Regions from separate parts of the Zea mays genome. Here region 2 is linked to region 1. A link is a contact called in public Hi-C data. All regions are on one chromosome and are shown on one strand. Each heading gives the region's core, a stretch centred on a gene start, on an enhancer-like site or on the middle of the called end of the contact. The rest is flanking DNA. Distances are from core to core; before and after follow the strand shown. Region 1 holds the start of LOC100283973 (antiporter/ drug transporter/ transporter). Region 2 holds the start of LOC100279267.

Region 1 (3,343 bases), core at 449-2,948:
ATATCGGCAAGGCGCTCGCTGGTTTTGCCACGACGACGCCGGGCAACTGAGGAAGCTAGTTGTGCATGAGGGTGCTCCTCCGACATGTTTGCTCGCTCCCGCATCTGATCTCCATGCATGCATGCTTGCTAGGTCACCGACCGCCAAGCGAGTCACTCATGAGAGTGAACGATCCCTAGAAGAGATCCGCTCTCACATTCTACCAAATGAATCTGCATAGCTATGCCTAGTAACAATTTTCTAAGAATCACTTGTAGAGTGAATTCTATAAAATGATTCTTTAAAATGGACTGAAAGGTGAGAGCTAAAAATGTTGTTTCTCCGGATTCACTCCAACTGCATAGTCATATACTTTCTATAGAGTATATGATATAATTTTATTTGATAATCACTTTTAGTCACAGAATCACTTCTCTCAGACAATGACTTCTGACATTTCTCAGAAAATCACTTCTAACAGATAATTAGAATCAGTGAGAGCTCTACGAAACATGCTTTAAAGCGGGAGCTCTACCAAACAGACTATGAGTGTGTTTGGTTTGACTTTTGGCTTTGACTTTTGCCCCTCTAAAAGCCAAAAGCCAACCAAAGGGCTGGATCCAGGAAGCAGCTTTTTCTAAAAGCCGACTTTCTCGTAGTGCAAATCTAAAAGCACCCATGGACCTGCTTTTAGTGGCTTTTCGGATGGAACTGTGACAACATATATCGAAGAATTTTTAACAACTTTTAGTAGTTTCCACCAAACGGTTTTTAGCTTTTTAACAGCTTACATCAGCTTTTTCCACAGCTCACAGCAACTTTTTTCACAGCCACAACCCAACCAAACACACCCTATAAATGACTATGTACAACCATTTGAAACAAGTTAGAGGGTGTTTGGTTTCTAAGGACTAATGTTTAGTCCCTTCATTTTATTTCTTTTTAGTGTATAAATTGTTAAATATAGAAACTAAAATAAAGTTTTAGTTTCTATATTTGACAATTTTGGAATTAAAATGAATAAAATTTAGGGACTAAACATTAGTCCCTAAAAACCAAACACCCCCATAGTCGATCCCAGATCTCATACCCTTTGGTTAATAGGGACTGAAATAGTACTTGAAAAACGTTGGGGTTTCAGCTTACAAGGAGAATCTACTGAAAATACATTCTTGCTGAACTATCTGAGATCGAAGCTATTGCTCTGCTTGTGCATCGCGGTAAGTAGGTAACCACATGGAATTCTGATAGAATCGATTATCGTACCCAAAAAACATTGGAGTAAAAATATGTACACAAAAAAAGGTGCGTCACAGGAGTGTAAGCCCCGTTCTGTTAGTCCAATAGTGGACCAAGTGAATAACTGTGAGACAAAGTTGGCCATTTAACCCAGAGCCGGCTCCCTTTTAATTGGGCTCCACACGTGTCTCAGCCCCCCACCGAAGCAGGGAGAGCCAGCTCGTGGGCCGTACACGTGTCCGTGGGCGCATCGCTGCGCATTAAGGCCCGGGGACTTTCCAGGGCTTTGAAAGCCCGCTCACTTCATCCTGTGACGCGGCCAAGAATGCCACCACGCTCCTTATATACACGGTCTCATGTACCTGAACCGGCGATACGGGACTAATCGTCCTTGACTGGGAATGTGGCATGCTATGCCTGTGTCCACTCCCTCCCACCACCTCCACCATGGCCCGAAGCAGCTTATGGGCCGCTCATTCCCGCCGTTTATTCTTAGGGCTCTTCCTCAACTCTCGCACTGCCGCCGCCGCTGCTACGCCTACGCAACCGTCACCGTCATCCCCATGGCTTCCACGGCGACCACGCGCCGCCGGCCGCGGCGGGGTTCCAAGGGCCCCAACGCCGACCTCTCGCGCACCCTAACCGACTGCACCCGCCGCGGGGACGCGGCCGCCGCCATGGCCGCTTTCGACGCCGCCGTCGACGCTGACGCCGACGCCGTTCCCCGCCTCTCCGCTCACCAGTACAACCAACTCCTCCACCTCCTCGCCGCCACCGACCGCTCCTCCTTCCCCAGCCCCCCCGCCGCCGCCGCGCGCCGTGTCTTCGCCCACATGCTCCAGGCCGCGGCGCCGCCCTCCGAGGCCACCATAACCTCCCTCGCGCGCGTCATCGCCGCCGACCCGGCGTCGGCCGCCGATGAGGCGTTCGAGCTCGTGGCCACAATGAAGGACAAGTACGGCCTCTCCCCGCGCCTCCGCTCCTACGGCCCCGTCCTCGCGGCGTTCCGGCGTGCCGGGGAGGCCGCTAAGGCCTACGCTGTCGAGGCGCACATGACGGCCTCCGGCGTCTCGCCTGAGGAGCCCGAGCTTGCCGCGCTGCTGGATGTCAGCTCCAGAGCCGGGGATGCGGACAAGGTGTATGAGTATATGCATAAGCTGAGGCAAGCCGTCCACTGTGTCAGCGAGGAGACTGCCGGAGTTGTGGAGGCCTGGTTCAGGAGCGACGAGGCGGCAACTGCCGGCAAGCCTCAATGGGATGCCGCTCAGGTGAAGGACGCCATTGTGGCGAACGGTGGTGGCTGCCACCGCCTTGGGTGGCTTGGAACCGGCCCTTGGACGGTGCAGCGGGTAAGAGTTGGGGATGCTGATCAGTGTGGGGGATGTAGATTCCATCTCGCTTGCATTGACATTGACATGGAGGAGACACAGAGGTTTGCTGATTCCGTTGCTGGTTTGGCCCTCGAGAGGGAGACAAAAACAAATTTCAGCCGATTTCAGGTGCCCTCCCTCTCCCATTGCTGTGACCTGTGATTACTTACCTCTCAACTTTCTATGGCCCAATGGCTAAGGTTGGCATTCTGGTTATCTTACTGCCAACTGAAGTTGATTATTCATTTGCTAAATCACGAAGAATTAATATTATGGGGGGGAATAGACGGGAAGATGGTGCATTCTGCCATATTTTACAATTTACACTAACTACTAATGGTGATCTGATGTGTGCTTTAAGTATGTAAACATGATTGGGTGCTCAATGAGCCTATGTACATCAGAGGAATTAAGCCGAGGAATTGAGCCACATATTTGAGGCATCCTTGTGCACCTAGAAATTGCTTCCTGTTTTGCCCATCCTTCAGAGAAAACGGGGTTCTAACTGCTTGTTCATGTAGCTGATCCTAGATCCTAATAACTAGACTAAGCTGTCGCTTATAACTTGTGTTATAGCTAATGCATTGCAGTCGTATGACAATAGATCTTGCTTATTGATGTAACTTTGTTTATTAGGTTCTTCCTATATTAGAAACAATACCCATTTGTGAACATAATCTCACATGCTCATTATGACTGTTATAGGAGTGGTTGGAAGCAAATAAAGACTACCAAGCTATAGTCGATGGTGCGAA
Region 2 (3,343 bases), core at 395-2,894, 140 kb after region 1:
AGCGGGTGGTCCACTCTGTCCCAGCGCACGAAGTCCTCGCTCTCGTACAGAAGCGCCGCGCTGTGGCCGTCGACCTCGGCCCCGACGGCTATCCTCCACAGCCCGTCCGGGCCGATCCAGCCGGTCGTCGGGTCTCTGAACTGGCCTGGGTTCAGCCCTCGTCCGACCGGCTGGATCACCGGGTTGTCGTGTGGCTTCACCCACTCCCGCAGGTACGGATCGGACAGGTTCTTGGGGAACGCCACGTTCTGGACCTGACGCTTCTCGGTGTCGGCGCCGGTGTATATGATGGCAGGCCGGCCGCTCTTTAGGATGGTGGCTGAACCTGTCCAGCAGCCATTGATGTCGCTCGGAGTCGTCCGCTCTATCGCCGGCGCGAGCCGGATCCAGTTCACGAGATCTGTGGAGACCGAGTGCGCCCAGACTATGTTGCCCCAGAGCGAGCCGTTTGGGTTGTACTGGTAGAACTGGTGGTAGATACCATTGTAGTACATTGGTCCTGAAAATCAAGAGGAGCTTCTTCTACTGCAGTTTGGTATGTATGGAAGCAAGCGGTTGGTGTTTAATTTGAGATGCATAACATACCATTTGGATCTTTTTTTTTTGAGTCGTTGTTTGAAACGGTCCCCGATTCATTTGGATTTTTCAAGGACGGGAAAAGAATAAAAGATGATATCAGAAACTTGATAGGGCAAAGACCCTGAGTCCAAAACATGCTTTTCAGATGGTATCAGGAACTTGAAATGAAAATATAATCAGCATATATAAGACCAAACGGGGGCAAAGTGCATTTCCAGACAAATTTTCAGTTGGCCTGAATGCATTGCCTAACTGAAAACTTTAACACAATACTTCAGACTATGCCAATGTAGTGCGAAAAGGGAATAGCATCGATCCCTTTAGGTAAAACATTGCTATGACTTCACTAAAATGTAAAAGCAGTGCCATGAATGTGAGCCTTCACTAATATGTATCTTGGCTCTGTGCAGCATTCGGCAAGAACCAACAGAAAATTTGGCTCTGTGCAGCACAAGTATTGTGTAGCCTACCTACCTTCCCTTTCACATGTATACCATGAACACAGAGCTAGGCAACTAGGGAAATTAACCTCGCCAGTAATTTTTATTCAGAAAGAGAAGGGAGGTCAAACTCCCTCCAGTTAGGCAAAAAAAAAATCAGACGAACTTCCTTTTCCTTGATCCAGTAAAAGAACCTCGGATTACAAGGCATACGGAAAGTCAACAGAAGAGAAGAGAAGAGAAGAGAAGAGAAGAGAAGAGATGAGTACCGTTGATCCAGTTCTTGGGAGGCTGGAAGTGGTACGCGGTCCTGTACTTGCTGCTCACGATGGAGGAGACCTTGGGAGCCTGTGGATACAGGAAGACTCTCTGCGTGGCCTGCGCGACGCCACTCCTCCTAGTCCTCCTGCTGCTCCCAGGACCGGATCCGTCGTAGGAGAAAAGAACTAGGAAGAAGAGAAGGAAAGCACAAGGTCGGGCCATGGCCATGGCCATGGAGGAGCAAAGACAGAGATGGGGATGCAAGATTGGATGAGGTGACTTTGTTAACTCGACAAAGTGTTGAGAGGAGGGTCTCAGAATATTCAGAGGAAGACAGTGACTTCCAATTGGCTGCTGACCTGCTGTGGCCTGTGGCTGCTCACTTTGCATCCAGAACCTCGCTTTGTGGCAACATATCAGCTCAAAAATGAAAATGTGTGTATGGATCATTGGGGTTGTGTGTGTGTGAGAAAGAGAGAGAGAGAGAATCTGCTCCCTGCATTGGGCTTGGTAAGGGTTTATTGATCTGCATCTGCTATTTGCTGCTAATAAGATTAAGATGGTGAGGTAGCGTCGTTCTTGTCGTCTCCGTCTCAAGCTGATGATGGATGGACTATTCGCCGTTATGCCATACACAACGGGGAAGTTCTTTTATCTTAAAATTAAAATATTAGTACACCTTGGTGTAAGTATATATTTCATCAGAAGAGAATCAGTGAAAAATAATCAGAAGGGAATGAGCCAAAAAAATTCAAAAATATTTGACAGCTGTGGGATTTGAACCCACGCCCTTTCGGACCAGAGCCTAAATCTGGCGCCTTAGACCACTCGGCCAAACTGTCTTTGATGTATATGTTTTACTGTTTTTTATATGAATAAATAAATGTTCGATGGATCATTTCAAATCCACCATTTCGGGAGCATACACAGAAGCTGCCGACGTGTGTGGACCCTGGAGTACCACTGGTCGACGATGGCCACCAGAGCATGTAGCATCACGATTCACGATCCTGGCTGCCACTGCAACGTGTAGGATTTTCCTTTAGAGAGGACCAACACATATATATAACTATAGTTATAATTATAAATAATAGAATATATATATATATACTATAGTCACTAGTCATAACAATTAATACATATATGTGCTAAGTATATAATAAATACTAATTTGTTATTAGCTAACTTATTTATTTTAGCCATATATATATAACTAGAAAACAATTTTTTTTTGTTAGAGGGCCATGGGCCCCGCCAGCCCCCTTGTCTATGACACTGCTCAGTCTCGATTCACCTATGTCGCCTGCAATATCACATTTCGGCCTTGCACCACCACATCTAGGCTGCCACATCTCGGAGTGCATTGCCACGGCATCTCGGCTGCACACAGCCGTCGTGACCTCTATTTTTTTATAGGATCAATGTATCAGCTAGATGGGTGGATAGATGGTTTTAACTTAAAAGCATCGAGCGACTCAATTTAGCAATTAGAATATGCTAAAATTGTTTTACGACTACAAAATAAACCATAAGATTTGTAAATGTAAATGAACAAAAAACCGTTACAACGTTAAATTAAGATAGAGAATAATTCGTCGCAACGAGAGATAGGAATTGTTCGTGATATCGATGGCTTGTTGGTCACCCTTAATCCATTTTAAGGTGGATTCATTGTCTTTTAGTCACTCATCTACCAATAGTCCAATTCGTTTATGAGTCGTCTTCTATCAAATAACATCTCTAGCCTTAATTCCGCTAGAGTTGTTTTTCACCGCTCTAGCGACGCAAGCACAACTTCTCACAACTTTACTAGAGCCTCTTCACAATCTTCTTGAATAGCTTCACGGTGTATCACTACCAAATCGTCTAATGAGCAACAACCTCCAAGAGTAATAAACCAAAAACCTTGCTTGATGATCTCCCTAAAGCCTCAAAACTACACAACTGGTGCAATATACTAAATTTCTCTTGATCTCACTAGAAATCAACCCCAAGTGAATGTGAGTAAGAAGTCTATGAATGCTCAAAATGATCAACAAGTGATCCAAATGCTCAAGCCGGGA

Evidence for each region. Hi-C and Micro-C count contacts between places; a contact is called where the count stands out from the background.
Region 2: a Hi-C map of leaf shows a contact between it and region 1, with 5 times the contacts expected there. The contact joins the promoter of LOC100279267 here to the promoter of LOC100283973 in region 1. A contact is called at or near these places in 12 of 25 Hi-C or Micro-C datasets (bundle sheath, ear, endosperm and 6 more) and 1 of 3 datasets of contacts at active chromatin or transcription factors (leaf).

What each region holds. Positions count from the first base shown.
Region 1 is chr3:147,531,327-147,534,669 of Zm-B73-REFERENCE-NAM-5.0, forward strand. It overlaps LOC100283973 (antiporter/ drug transporter/ transporter), which reads left to right and starts at 1,699. Exons shown (of 6, transcript NM_001156871.1): 1 at 1,699-2,717; 2 at 3,294-3,343. The coding sequence starts at 1,782.
Region 2 is chr3:147,672,617-147,675,959 of Zm-B73-REFERENCE-NAM-5.0, forward strand. It overlaps LOC100279267, which reads right to left and starts at 1,645. Exons shown (of 7, transcript NM_001360957.1): 1 at 1,289-1,645; 2 at 586-594; 3 at 1-499. The coding sequence starts at 1,514. TRNAL-UAG (transfer RNA leucine (anticodon UAG)) reads right to left here and starts at 2,122; the gene lies at 2,043-2,122.